Regions from separate parts of the Mus musculus genome. Here region 1 is linked to region 2. The links are chromatin contacts, called in public promoter capture Hi-C maps. All regions are on one chromosome and are shown on one strand. The core of a region is the stretch at or near the end of the contact, and the rest is flanking DNA. Distances in the headings are between cores, read along the strand shown.

The links. Promoter capture Hi-C pulls out the DNA fragments that hold promoters and counts their contacts.
Region 1: a contact with region 2 is called in a promoter capture Hi-C map of pre-B cells. The contact joins the promoter of Yy1 here to the promoter of Gtf2a1 in region 2. A contact is called at or near these places in 2 of 39 promoter capture datasets (liver and pre-B cells) and 1 of 484 Hi-C or Micro-C datasets (CD4 T cells).

Annotation. Positions count from the first base shown.
Region 1 is chr12:108,787,208-108,794,774 of GRCm38.p6, reverse strand. Yy1 (YY1 transcription factor) reads right to left here and starts at 1,478. Exons shown (of 5, transcript NM_009537.4): 1 at 684-1,478. The coding sequence starts at 1,362.
Region 2 is chr12:91,588,087-91,595,339 of GRCm38.p6, reverse strand. It overlaps Gtf2a1 (general transcription factor II A, 1), which reads left to right and starts at 5,691. Exons shown (of 9, transcript NM_031391.2): 1 at 5,691-5,805. The coding sequence starts at 5,776.

The sequences.
Region 1 (7,567 bases), core at 229-2,728, about 17 Mb before region 2:
CAACGCGTAAAGGCCGCTGAAATGCTGTGGCTCTTCCTTCCCCTAACTCCCGTTCTAGGTCGATCAGGCGAGGAGCGCGTTGGCAGCGCGGGTGACAGGTTCCAACGGCCGCCGAACCCGCACACGAGCGCCCTACGTGCCACCCAAGTCCCGCCCCGCAGCGGCGACGGCCTGGGCCAGCGTGACCGCGGGGCAGCTGCGGCGGGGCTATGCGCCGCCCGCTCCGGGAAGGGCTTCGGGGAGACGCTTCGCGTCCGAGGGGGCCGAGCTGAGCGGAGCCGAGCGGGGCGGGGCCCCGACAGCCCCCGGGGGACGGCGGGGGAGCGGCGCGCGTCCGCCCTGCGCCACGGCCCTGTCAACGCCCGGCGGGTGGTCCGGCGCGGGGCGGCGCCCTCAACCGGCCCCGCCGCACGTCCGTTGGCTCGGGCGTGGAGGGGCGCTGGCCCCTCCCTCCCCGCCCGCCGCCCCAGCCCGCTTCCGCTCGCACAAACTACGCCATTGCGGCCTAGCCGGGCGCCGCCCCTCCCCCGCGCCGCCATCTTCGCGGCCCGCCGCCCCCGCCATCTTTTGGGGCCGCCATACTTGCCCGGGCGGAGAAGATGGCGGCGCCCATCACACACATAAAACATGGCTTCCCTTCAAAACAAAAACATCCCGAGCGGCGGCGCGCCGCCTGCACTCACCCGAGGACCACATGGTGACCGAGAACTCGCCCTCCAGGGTCTTGATCTGCACCTGCTTCTGCTCCCACTTCTTATTCCCCGGGTCGGCGCCGCCGCCGCCCGCCGCGCCGGCCCCGCCGCCCAGGTAACTCTTCTTGCCGCTCTTCTTGCCGCCGCCCTTCTTCACGCGACCGCCGCCCGACGAGGCCCCGCCGCCGCTCTTGCCGGCCGCCGCCACGGTGACCAGCGTCTGCTCTATGTAGTCGTCGTCGCCGCCGGCCGGCGCGGGCACCGGGATGAGGATCTGGTCCTCGAAGCCGTCCTCGGCGCGCAGCCCGTCCGAGTCGTCCCCGCCGACCACCTCCTCGCGCGTCTGCACCAGGATCACCTCCTGGTGGTGGTGCACTTGGGTCGGGTCGTCCGTCACCAGCGGCTGCAGCGCGATCATGGGCGGGTGGTGGTGGTGGTGGTGGTGGTGGTGATGGTGGTGGCCGGCGTGCCCGTGGCCGCCCCCGCCGCCGCCGTGGTCGCCGCCGCCGCCGTCCTCGTCGTCGTCGTCCTCCTCCTCCTCCTCGCCCACCACCGTGGTCTCGATGGTCTCCACCGGGATGGTCTCCACCTCGATCTCATGCAGCTCCACGATCTCGGCCGGCATCTCCGAGCCGTCCGTGGCGATGTAGAGGGTGTCGCCCGAGGCCATGGCTGAGGGCTCCGCCGCCACGGCCGCCGCGGCAGGCGGCCTCGGCTCCTGGGCTGCGGGAGGGAGGGCGGGCGGGCGAGGAGGCGGCCGGCCGTGGGGAAGGAAGGCAGAGGGAGGAAGGCAGCGGGCGGGCGGGGGGAGAGGGGGCGGGCGGCGGGGGAAGGGGCGGGCGCGGCGGCCGCGGGGCTTCCCCGCCTCCCGAGATCGGTGCGCCCCGCGCTGGCTCGCTCGCTCGCTCGGCCGCTGCCTGTCCTGCTTCCCCGCCTGCCTTCGCCTCGCCTCGGCTGCCTGCCCTGGCTGTGGCCGCGCCTCCTCCCGCCCTCCGGGCCGGCGTTACGCTGCCCCCTGCCTCCTGCGCCTCCGCCTCCTTCCACACAAATACCAACTCCTCAACCCCGAGCCCAGATCTCGCCGCCGCCGCCGCCGCCACACTCTGCTCCGGCTCGGCCTCGCGAGACTTCCGCGGGGCTCTCGGCCCCGCCCCGTCCCCGATTCCCCACTCGCTGTTCCGGCTCTCGCTCCTCCCTCGCTACCAATCGCAGGGCCCCTCGAGGCGCCGGGGCCCCGCCTACTCCCAACCAGGGTCCTCCCGATTGGGGGGGCCCCCGCTGGGGTAGGGGGCGTGGCGGCCCGCACGCGCGCTGGCTGGCCCCCCCGGCGCGTGACGTCAGCTCCGCGCCGCCGTCGCCTTACGGCGCTCGGCGTCGCGCGAACCCCGGCGTCCGCGGTGCAACAGTGACAAAAGTGCCGCTCCGGGGCCCCAGTCGCTGACAGGAGTGGGGCGTCGGCGCTGCGCCTTACGCCTCGGGAGCCGGCGAACTTTCCGCGCGACCCAGGCGCACGGTAACGAGCTGGGGTGAAGGGGGGCGCGCGCCTGGGGCTGGCGTGCTGCCGGCGGGGCGTGCGACCGGCGGCCGCGTGGCCGCAATAAAGTCTGCTCTGACGAGAAACGCCTGTGCTTGATTTTTGGTTTCCCGTTCGTTTTGCCTTTACTCGTTACTCGGGGTCTCGTGCGGTAGCGGCACGGACGGCGTAGCCGACCGTGTGCTGCCACGGGCTCTTTGGTCGCGTGCCGGTGGGCGGCGCGCGAAGGCGACCGCGGCAAGCGGAAGCGGCGCGCGCAGCCTAGGGTTCACCGTTGGAAGTGTGTCCGTTATTCTTTTATGACCCGCGGAAACCGGAGACCCAGCCGTTGGGTGCCTGTTGGAACGAAGGGTCTGGCTGCTCCTGTCGAGCGACTCCACTATTGTAGCTTTCTGAAAACTCCCTTCTATCTTTGAATAACTTGACACAGGCTTCGCCTATTCCTCGCTCATAAACATTCCTTTTGCCGAAAAGGACTATTTAAAAATATTCCTTTTAAATAGTCTTTGCATTTAGCTCTTTGAAAATTCCATGTCTTTTGTGATTTCCCTATTATAAGTAACAGCTTAGGTTTTCCTTGTTCAAATCATCAAATTGCTTAAGATACATTGTAGTGAAGTGTTTCTTCTGTGCTTCCTTTCGATAGACCAGGTGTGGTTTAAAGCAACATAAAGTTAGATTGCCTTTTTTTTTTCCAAGAACCGAAAATTTGAGCCAAGTGTATCTTATTTGTTTCTTAGATTTAACGGTCAGCTTCATCTGTTGAATATTCTGGATTACTTTTATCTACCGGAGTTGTTAGTGTTGAGGCAGGAGAGTATTCTAAATGCATTACATGCATCTTAGGCCAAACTTAAACAGTTGGGCATCTTATAATTTTAAACATACTTAGCAAGGTGTCCTTGTGCAGGTTTTTAATCTTTGGAGAGGGAGGTAAGTCAGGAGTTTAAAGCCAGCCTTGGCTACGTGTATAGTTTTCTGAAATACCTCGTTTCTAGGTTAACTACATAGCCCCCTCTATCCCAAAACTTTCTTCTGCTCCTGATTCCTAGGTTTGAAGATACACATTTGTGCTACAACATCTTACCTTGAATCCCTTAATCTCGGCATGAAGACAAATGATTATTGACATGCATTTTAAAGGGCATTTCTTGCCGGGCAGTGGTAGCACACGCGTTTAATCCCAGCACTTGGGAGATAGAGGCAGGTGGATTTCTGAGTTCCAGGACAGCCTGGTCTACAGAGTGAGTTCCAGGACAGCCAGGGCTACACAGAAAAGCCCTGTCTCGAAAAACCAAACAAAAGGGAAAAAAAAAAAAAAGGCATTTGTTTTCCTCCCACCTATATGAGCAGAAGCTTTGATGTCTCTGAAATTGCTGTCATTTCCCATTTTTCTGAAATGTACTTTAAATGCATTTAAGGTATGAATGTGGGAAGGCTGGGGGGTAAGAGTGGACAAAAAAAAATTGTCCGTTAAAGAGAACCTGATACCTCAGGTTTATCCAAGCTGAATTTATTGAGAATTTACTTGTGTGAGTCATGTATACTAGATAAGCATATTATCACACATCTACAAACAAAAGGGATGTGTGTGTGTCTGTTATATATTTCTTGCTGTCCTGGAACACGGTATGTTGACCAGGCTGGCCTCAAACTCAGAGATGCACCTGCCTCTGCCTCTTGAGTAAGATTAAAGAAAGGCATGTGCTACCAGACCCAGCCTCTTTCTTCCTTTGAGTGAAATCAGGCCAGTTATTAAATGTTTGTAGACAAGCATGGTGGCTCATGGTTGTAATTCTAGGGCTCAGGCAGCTGAGACAGAAGGATCACCCAAAGTTACAGGGAAGTTTGGGCTACATACAACTTGTCTCAAAAACAAAACAAAAAATCTGACTGTACCATATTTCTACATTTGATAGTTTGAGATTGGTTCAAGCTCTATATTCATGCTATTTGTGTAACAGCTAAGAATTTGGCTCCTTTGTGAAATCAGTCAGGAGACAGTCTTGTTATGGAGCCTAGATTTGTCTTGAACTCACAGCCGTCCTTTGCCTCAGTCTCTCCAGGGCTGGAATTGCAGTGCGTGCAGCGCTACACCTGCTGATCATGCATTTAGGTTATTGTTTAGTTGCTGAATAATTCATTCAAATAATTTGGGCTCTTCCTCAATATAGAATTGAAACTATTAGAGCTAGACAGGAAAAAGTGGAGTACTTTTTTAGTTGTAGAAGCTAGAGGTCTTTGTCTTACTTTTAGATCTTAACATCTGGACTACAAAAGAGATACACCCCTGAAACCAACACATATATTATTAGGTTTAGAGTTTGTATCTGGGTAAAATAATCTGACTATACATGAAGCATTCCATATCATGTCTGTAAACCAACACCATTTATTCAGTATTTCATTTATTTTTTTGTACAGCCTTTGTCAAATTCTTTCTCTTAGATCAAATGGCTTGTTGTGAATGAATCTGACTATTGTTCATAAATAAAGGAAAGTTGGAATTTTATCATAATTTAACTTCCATGTTTCTTTGTTCATACAGTGTCTTTCAATGGGTACATAATGGTTTCATATCGACTTTTCATACATATACAGTTATGTCAATAAACATACACCTCTCCACTCCTGCTCCCACTCCCACTCACCCTCTTCCTCTCCCCAGCTAGCCCCTCTACTTTATGTCATATTCATGTCTGTCTGTCTATCTCCCCGTCAGTTACATTCTGATGGTAGTGTTTGTAACCACATTTCACTACGTAGCTGTTGCGATGTGAAATTGCAGGGAGTTGCTTTCTCTTTAGCTGTTGCCATGTGAAATTGCAGGGAGTTGCTTTCTCTTTGTGTTCGAGGCACCTCAGCATGGTAGAATGGAAAGAGTTTGTGTAGATGGAAGTTACCTAGTCCTTTTATACTTGATAAGGGGTTTTCTGAGTCCGGTATACTTGTGAGGCAAAGATAGATAGATGCTTTGATAAACATGTAGCCCATAGGCAAGAAAGGAGGTTGGCTATGAACAGATAGTTCACTAGTACTTACCTAGCTTTTATTTATTTTTAGTTATGGGTGGTCTTGAGCACATGAGTACAGGTGTCCATAGAGACCAGAGATATCAGATTCCCTGTAGCTGAGTCTTATAGACAACCACCAATGAATGTAGGTACTGGGAACTAAACTTGGATTCTCTGCAGAGCAAAGCATGGCCTTAATCATAGAGCCATCTCTCCAGCCCCCTGATCTATCTCTTAGGAAGAACAGAGAGTTGAAAACAGTATCCATCCTTGCTTCATAGAGTAAAAACCTCTGACAGAAAGAAACATCCTAACTGTGATTCGGAGGTTTAGCAGATTATGAAGTGTTGAGGCCAGTGCTGCTGTAGAGTAGCCTTTAATGCAGGCTCCAATATGGAGGAGTAATACAAGTGAGGCGATGATTTCATAACATTTAAGACAAGTCACAGTGCTCTGTATGAAAACATTATTAATTAACCAGCTCACAGAAACAGTAGAGGACAGCTTAAGTTTCTCAGCACTTTAGGCAGTACTTTTCTTTTTTGATTGTTATGCATTTTTATGAACCATTCTTTGTTCTGAGTTGAATTCAGGGGTTAATCATGGAAATTAGGCTAGAAATGTAGTTCTCATATGTGCTTAACATGTGCAGGGCCATAGATTGTATCACTGCCACTCCCAGTGAAGACCACAAGGCCATTGTCATGGCAAAGTTAAACAGCTAACACCTAAGGGAAACAGCCCAGAGACAAGGAAAAGAGACATGCTCGTGTTCCAAGTGAACCACATTGTAGTAAGCAGCCGCCGTTACACAGATTCTTTCTCCCTTGTGTAGTTAAAGTATAGGTTAAAGGATGGAGGGGAGAGCAAGGACTTTATTCAGAGCTTCAGCCAGACAGAGTCATACATCTTTATAATCCCAACTGCTGGGAGGATTTCTTAGTGTTAGGAGCCAGCCTGAGTAAAAGTTCTCATCTTGAAAACACAACCATGGCACACTGTTCCACCTGAGGAGAGAATTGGGAGTGCTCCTGCACTGTTCTTCATAAATGCTATGTCCATCGTGCTCCGAATGCTCGTGTAGAGTGCCTGAACGTTCTAGTGTTTTTCTGGCCCGATCATATCCAAAGCAGCCCTCCCCGGTGCCAGCCATTTAACACCTAGACACTGTCACAGCCCTTGCCTCTCACCTGAGCCACACCAAACCTATAGTCACCTCAACATGTCTTATGTGTATGTGTGTGTGTTTGTGTGTACACACATGCATTGGTGCCTTCTGAGTCTAGAAGAGGGTGTCAGATCCCCTGGAGTTGGAGTTAGATGCAGTTTTAGCTACCCAGGGTGGGTGTACCCTTCTCAGCAACACCCCAAGAACTCTCAACTACCGAGCCTTCTCTTGCCCCACCGTCTTTGTATTTTGACCTCACAACTTTGTATTTTGGCCTTCATTATCAACTCTTTTCAGTTGCTATATTTTTGTCCTTATCATTCCTAATAACTGTTTCACATCCAGAATCATAAATGTCCGTCATCCCAACCTTTTCTCAGACTGTCCCCTTATTTCCACCCAAGACCTTTAGTAGTGTGTTTTGTGTGTGTGTGTGTCAGGGTCTCTGTAATGTAGATTGGCCTTATTTGCTCTGTTGGCCAGACTCCAAACCTTCTCACCTCAGCTTTCTGAATGCTGAATTTACAGGTGTGAGCCATGATGCCCTACGTGCTTTCTGTTTTCTAATCCATCCTTCTTTCCTAAACTAGAAATCTTATCACCCTCTGCTTCTGGGTCTACAGAGGTATGATAAATTTCAACCCTTGGGCCACTGCACATATCTCTCCTTCTGGAATCTGTTGGGGAAAATATTCATGTAGGCTCTAGTACCAGCTGAGTACTTGATGCTAAGTAAAAGAATTTTTGGAGAGCCAAGATTTAATATAGATCAGTTGGTAAAGTGTTTGCCCAGTATCCATGTTCCACACCCCAGAAGAGTTTTGTGTTTGTTTATTTAAAGTCTCCCACAGCCCCAGCTAGGCTCAGACCCGTTTTGTCCTTGAGCCTGGAGGATGCATACTTGAAATACAGGCTTGCATCATGATGGCCCCTTTTGCTTTCAAGTTCTTAACAAATACACTTAGATCCATCTCCCTAACATAGAATTCCATGGCTTCCTACTTGAGGGAAATTGAAGGGGCCGGACATGGTGGCTAATCTTGGCTACATAACCATGCTCATTTCTTAAAATAAAATTAGATGAAAAGGCTCAGAGTTCATCTCCACAGATGCTAGCAGTTTCCACTTCCCTCAAGAATTGGTGAGCAGGGAGTTCCTT
Region 2 (7,253 bases), core at 4,442-6,941:
CCTGAGAACCAGAAATGCTGAAATTCTAGGAAGACAGATGCTTCACCAGAAACGCGCAGAAGTGAATTCACCTCCGTTCTGTCTTTCTGTCCCCCTCTGGCCATTGACAGATAGGATAAGAATTCCCATCCTGATTGTAATCTGTAGTATTTGTTTTACTTATGCAAATGCCACTGAAAAAACTTGTCTTGGTGACTTTCAAATATTTGTGACTAAAATACCCGCGGGAACAATTTAAAGCCGAGGGAAGATTATTTTAATTCATAGTTTCAGACTCTCAGGGGAGGGAGGGTAAGGCAGAACCGACTGAATCACATCACAGTGGGAAAGCAGAGGAAACAAGGCTTACACAAAGGGCCTAGGGCAAGACCTAACCTCCAAGGGAGGGAATGCCTCTAGTGGCCCATTTTCTGGGTAGGCCCCATTTCCTACTTGACAACAACCCCCAATAATACAACGCACATTATCCCTTTATTAAGAGACTAATCTGTCTATTAGAACAGAGCCTCAAGAATCCAATCACTTACTAAAACCCCATCCATTGGCAGCCAAGCGTCCAATGCATATCCAAACCACAATACACCTCCACAGACACACTCATAAATAATATTTTATTACTTATCTCAACGTTCATTAGCACAGGCAAATTAACACAAGGCAGTTAACCGTTACAGGATTCTATCCAGCGACTGTGGCTGTATGGAACCGGTTTAAGTAGTTTAAAGGCTAGTTTCCAGTGCCATGGAAAAAAATACTTGTTTAAGCTACTTAACGCGTGATACTTGGTTAAAACAGGATTTAAATTCTTCTCTTTGGTTATCTGTAGGAAAAGATATTCCACATTTGGCTTGGATGAATACTACTTGTGAATTTTATTTGGAGGGGTTTTTTGTTTTGTTTTGAGACAAGGTTTTTATGTAACTCAGGTTGGATATGAACTTATGGCCAGCGCTGAGCTTTTGTGACTTTTGCTCTGGCCTCACTTGATGAGATTACAGGCTCCCAGCACTATGTTCAGTTTTAGACAGTGCTGGGCATAGAACCCAGAGCTTCATGTGAACTATGTAATCTACTGAATTACATGCTGGGTTCCTACAGAAGTATTTTTTTGTACCATTTATTATGGAGCTGTTATAGGGTACCCACGAGAGAAGCCTACTCACAGGTCTAAGCCAACGGAGTCTTTATTAGCCCGCTGGCAAGTACAGTGGGTGTTGGGGATTTCAGTGTCACCCCAAGCCTTTTTCAGGGTGAGCTTTTAAGCTCAAAACCATTATCTTGGTTTGTCATACTTCACTTAACAAGAACAGTTAGCTAAAAACTACAGAACCTAAGAAACAAGGTTAGTACTTTAGAGATTTTTCTATGGACTTTGATGGGTTAGGTCTTTGTTTCGGCTGGTGGTGCTGTTATATGCTGGGTTTTATGGTCTCAAAGGTACTTTCATCAGAGTCAGTTGTGCTAAAATCTGGGGGGGTCTGTTACAGCATCAGTACTGTCTCCAAGCAACCTTGACTCCTCTTAGGGAAAAATAGTTCAAGATCACAATCCAGAAACAAGTGTTACTCGAAGTTACTGGATTGGTCATTTTTTAAGCTCTTTGAGATACATATTTTATGAAATAAATAATTGAGGCTTTGTTCTTGTTTTAAGGAAGGCTTTTCCTGCTCGTGGCTTAAAATTAGAAAACAGACCTTCTCAAAAGCAGTGGCCCTGAAATATCACACACAATCTAGGTACTACTGGTACTGAAATATCACACACGATCTAGGTACTACTGGTACTGAAATATCACACACAATCTAGGTACTACTGGTACTGAAATATCACACACAATCTAGGTACTACTGGTACTTGTTGCCGCTAGGTTGACTTCAAGTAGCTCATCATGAGTCTTAAAGACTCAATACTAGTGAATTTTGTTTCTGCTCTGTATTGTCTTAAATATGTATTTCTTCTCTCCCATGTTGACAAGAGATTAGCATTTCAATCTGTAGACTATGTAAGGATCATTTTAATCATTTGGGTATCATCATGGAGGTCCTGGTCTCCAGAACATATAGGGTTTTTTGTTGTTGTTGTTCTTGCTGTTGTTGTTCTATTGAGAGAAAATGTCTTGTTTTCTTCCTAAAAAGACAGCTATAATGTAGTCTAGTATGTTTAATTATTAATACAGGAGACACTAACAAAATGCACTATTGTTGTTACAGAGTATTGTTGTTACTATTGTAGCACAGAGTAGAACTCTCAGGCATTTGTGACTAACTCTCTTGTTTTTTTCTGTTTGAGACAGGATCTCTCTACATATTACTGACTGTCCTAGAACTCACGGAGATCCTCCTGCCTCTGCCTAAAATCAAAGGTGTGCCTACCATCCCTGGCTAATACAGATATTTTTATCTGCCTATATAAAATATTTTGAAGTTAGAGAAAGATATTCATTACAAAAAAAGGCACTACATACATTAAAAATATAAGCTGTATCTACATTCATTAAAAATATAAACTTAGGGGCTGGATAGTTGGCTCAGCGGGTAAGAGCACTGACTGCTCTTCCAGAGGTCCTGAGTTTAAATCCCAGCAACCACAAGGAGGCTCATAACCACCCGTAATGAGATCTGACGCCCTCTTCTGGTGTGTCTGAAGACAGCTACAGTGTACTCATATAAATAAAGTAAATACATCTTTCAAAAATATTATATAAACTCAAAATTGGAAATCCAGTGTGTTTTATACAAAGGGCTATTACAATTAGAAGGCATTCAAGCTTTAGAAGAAAGGAGGAGGGTCAGTTAAAAAGAAACATGATACAGTTTTGCTTGAGCGCCTTCTGGACAGTCTTGTCTTGGAAGTTAAACATTAAGTTCCAGAATTTTTATATAAGATCAGAAAATATCTGAAGCTGGTTGACATACACTCACTGTGACTACAGGGGTGCTACAGCTAATTGAAGAAGTAGAGACAATACACTGGAATGGAATCCTTGGTGGTTTCTTACAGGCACGTGGGCACTGAAAGGGGAAGAGGTTTGGGGAAACCCACTGTGTGTTAGGCATCATTGCAATCTAGACTGTATAGACATGGGAAGAGCCTCCAGTAGTCTGATTGTATTGTTTTTTTTTTTCTAGAAGTTTACTTGTATTTCTGTATATACATGTGTATTCCTGTACTTGTGTGCTCAGGTACTTGAGGAGCTGGAGCCGTGCTGCTTTCAGTCTCCTGATGTCCCCAGGAAGAGCACTTTTAACTGAGGAGCCATCTCTCTCTCTCTCTCTCTCTCTCTTTTTTTTTGTTTTTTCGAGACAGGGTTTCTCTGTGTAGCCCTGGCTGTCCTGGAACTCACTCTGTAGAACGAGGCTGGCTTCGAACTCAGAATTCCGCCTGCCTCTGCCTCCCAAGTGCTGGGATTAAAGGCGTGTGCCACCACGGCCGGCTTGCATGGAGTCTTAAAAAATCAGAGTGAGACTCACTGGGAATGGGCCTCCCGGTTTTTCATGATAACGGTAACCTTAATATTTAAAAAAAACCCAAAATGTTCAAAGTGTTGATTGGATCACAATTTCAAATACTTATGTCCTGTGAATTATTTTCTAGTGCTCCAGACCAGACACACCTTGCAGGGAACTGTTGAGCCACTATTTAGTGGCCAAATGTACTGTGGCACTTGCCTTTAATGCCAGCACTCAAAGAGCAGAGGAAGGTGGATCTCTGTGAGTTCAAGGCCAGCTAGGACTACAAGGATTCTGTGTAGTCCTGGAACTTGTAGACCCTGTCTCAAACAAACAAAAAAAGAGAAAAAGAAAAAAAAAAAAAAAGAAATTAAAGGAGAGAATGGAGCTAATGTTGAAGAAATCCTAGAGTCAAGTGTGGTGGCATGCCTTTGATCCCAGCACTGGGAAAGTAGAGGCAGGCAGTTCTCTGAGTTACAGGAAAGCCAGAGAAACCCTGAGGTGAAAAAAAAATTCTCTCAAGAGAAGGTTTATGTCCAGCTTCTTAGTATGCATGGTCCCAGTCTTCGCTAATCCCCTTCCCTGAGGTCATAGGAAACAATCTGTAGTCTTTCCATGCTCTTCTAGTCTTTGATATTTCACTTATCTGGCTTCACTGGCATAGAATGACATTGTCTGATTGCTTTTTGAACATAAAATGCCCACGTCCACATTACATTTTGTCCCCATATTCCTAGGACCAGGGAAAGTGGCAGTTGTTAAATTCTGCCTACCAAACAGGAATCTGTTCCGTAAAATATTGATACAAAGGCAGAATTTGCTTGCACGTCCCAGGTCAAACTCCCGATGAATTGCACTCCAAGATACCAACAGACTCTGCCTGATCTCTTGGGACAGGCCAGGCAAGTTGATGAGTCAACGGCATGGGTTTCAGATGTGGTTAGTCACTGTGTGCTGGCCAGTGTGCAAATCACAGCACTCTGGTAACATTAAAAACAGAGCAGTAATGTATGTCAGGGAGTCAAATATGTAGTAGTTGTATCCGAGTTCCTTTTCTTTTTTCGTCATTTCTACCACCCTAAGAAGTCATCTAAAGTACTTTTGAGTTGGTAGAGGCTGACTCTTTGGGGCATTTTAGCCAAACCACCTAATAGTTTAATTTTGTACAGACAAACGGCTGGAAACACCTACAGGCGTCCCTAATTCTGTAAAGTAGACAGAGGGAGAACAAAGCTTTCCTAGCCTTTGGACTTATACACAACTTCACGAGGTCTGTCCTTTGCAAGAGGCGCGAACTTCCTCCTCATCCGACCTAAGCTCACGAATCAAAAGATGACTCCGCATTTAAAAACTGTCCCAAGCCCCAGCGCGCGGGAGCCGGAAGCCGCGCCACGTGACCCGCCGTCCCTCCGCAGCCATCCTCCGGGGAAGCCTATCGCTTCGGCGGCTACTCCCACTCCTCCGCTCCACCGGAGCGGCTGCGCGTCCACCCGACGCAGCGCTAGGTACCCTTGATCGCTGGCTTCCCTCAATACCCCAGCCTCCTCCGGAGGACGCCTCCCGGTCCAACCGGTCGCCACCACCACCGCCACGGACCGCTTCCGCCAGGGTGCGGACCACGTGATCGCGCGAGCCATAGGGGGGTGGGGAAAAGGCCGCGGCGCGCGCCTTCTTTACTCCAGGCCCGCGGCCCCGCCCACCCGGCCACCCAGCCGGGGCGGGGGGGAGGGGGGGGAAAAGAAACCTGGCGACGCCCCGGGCGCGCGTGCGCACGCGGTTCTCGCGGTGTCTCGCGCTCGGCCCCGCCCCCCGCTGCCCCCGCCCTTTCCGCCCCTCCCTCCCTCCGCCCTGTCTCTCGGCGGCGGCGGCGGCGGCGGCTCGCGCAGCTCGTTGGCTCGCTATATAAAGGGGAGAAGCAGGCGGACCGGACGGCTGGAGCTGCAGCCGGTGGCGGCAGCGGTGGCGCGGGGAGCGGTGACCGGTGTTGGTTTCCCTCCTCGGCGCCGAGTGGGGAGCGGGTGACGCCCCCTAACCCCCTAAGGGGTCGTGGCTAATTTTTTCCCCCATTTTTTCTTTTTTCTTTAGGCGATTCTCGAGGTTTTTAGCTGCGGGAGGAGTGCCCCCCTCCTCCTGCTCTCCCGCCTCTTACTCCTTCTGGATCGGTTTTGTTGAGAGATTTTTTTTTTTTTGCCCCACTCTTGGCGGGTGACTTGGGTCACCCTCCGGGTCTCAGTTGTTTTTTTTTTTTTTTCTTTTTTTTTTTTTTTTTAAATTTTTTTTTCCTTTCTTTCTATCTCGTTCCCTCTTGTTTGTGTTGTGTGTGGAAATGGCGAACTCGGCAAACACAAACACCGTGGTAAGGACGTGGTGCGGTGGCCGGCGGGGGCTGCGAAGGTTCCGGCGGCAGGCAACGGCTGGCTGGGACGGACGGACGGACGGGCGGGCGGGCGGGGGCGGGCCCGGGCGAGGCGGCGCTCCCGACCGGGTCCCCTCCGCCCTCCACCGCCGCCGCTGCCCGCCGCGGGCCTGGCCGGGCGGGGGGGACGCCGAGGACTGGCGGGAGGAGGGCGGCGGGGGCCGGGAGCGCCGCGGGGCGGGCCACGCAGGCCGTTGGGGCCCTGGCTTGCCGACCCCGGGGCGCGGACGGGCGGGCGATGGCCCCACGCGGGGACCCGGACCCGGCCAGTCCCCGAGCGAGCGGCTGCGGGTCGAGCCCCGCGTCTGGGGAAGCCTCTCGGATACCGCCGAGGCCGGGCGTGCCTTCGGGGGCTCTCCGGAGGTGGTGCTTTGGGAGAGCCTCCTTTGGGGCCGATTTTACTAATCCTCCGAAAGGAAAGAAAGAAAGAAAAAAAAAAAGACAAAAAAATTATGAAGGTTGGAAAGCACTTATCTCGGTTCCTCCCCAGTGGGTAAAATGGCGAAGGGGAAGCAAAACCCCCGCGGTATCTTCGACTAGCCTAAGCACCAGAACAAACAAAGCCTACATGAATGGCCCAAGAGTCCCCGCTTTCGCCTCGAGATTTGCCTACTTCTTCCCGTTGCTCCCTTTTTTAAAAAGGAGCAAAAAAAAATTTTTTTTTGGTTACTTGCGATCACGTAGGTTTGCAAAAAGCAGTCACATAAAAATAACCTTTTAAAAGAGTCACCAACGCAATGTGATCACTAGGCCACCCCATCTCTTGATTTCTTTTTATGACAATAAAGCACAATATTTGTTTTTTTGTTTGTTTATTTTTAAAAAAAATTTTTTTTTTTCATTTTGCCCGGTCCCAAACGCCGCAGAGCAGCCTGCGGCTGCCCGACACTATACCGTTGGCGACTCGGGTCGATCCATCATGGCTGCGGCCGCTTACCCTGCTTTTCAGTGCCTGCGCCTTGTGGTCCTCCTCCCTTTGGCTGCCCTGTTTATATAGAGCCATTGCCGCTCTCTAATATAGACTCTGCCAGGATGGGAAGGTGCTTTTCAGGCCTACGTCACCGCCTCTCCATTTAAACACCAGATCCGGCTTTAAATAGTGAGAGCTGCTGAGCGCGGGGCTGGGAGGTGCGTGCTCCCGAGGCGAGAGGAGCCGGCGTGCGGAGCTCATTTTATTTCTAGGCTCCTTTCACGCCGAGATTTCGCTCCGGAGCCGGGAGGCTGTTGTCACGGACCCGAGTGTTTTGCTGTGGCCGCTAGAGTGTACTGCCTTTGTTTGTAGTGGGAAGTAGGCCAGAATTGCAGCCTCGTTTTGTTCTTTCTCCCTTCCCTTTATAAGAGTTTCATTTTAAATCGTTTTAGATCAGATAAAATGATTTCCTCCCCCC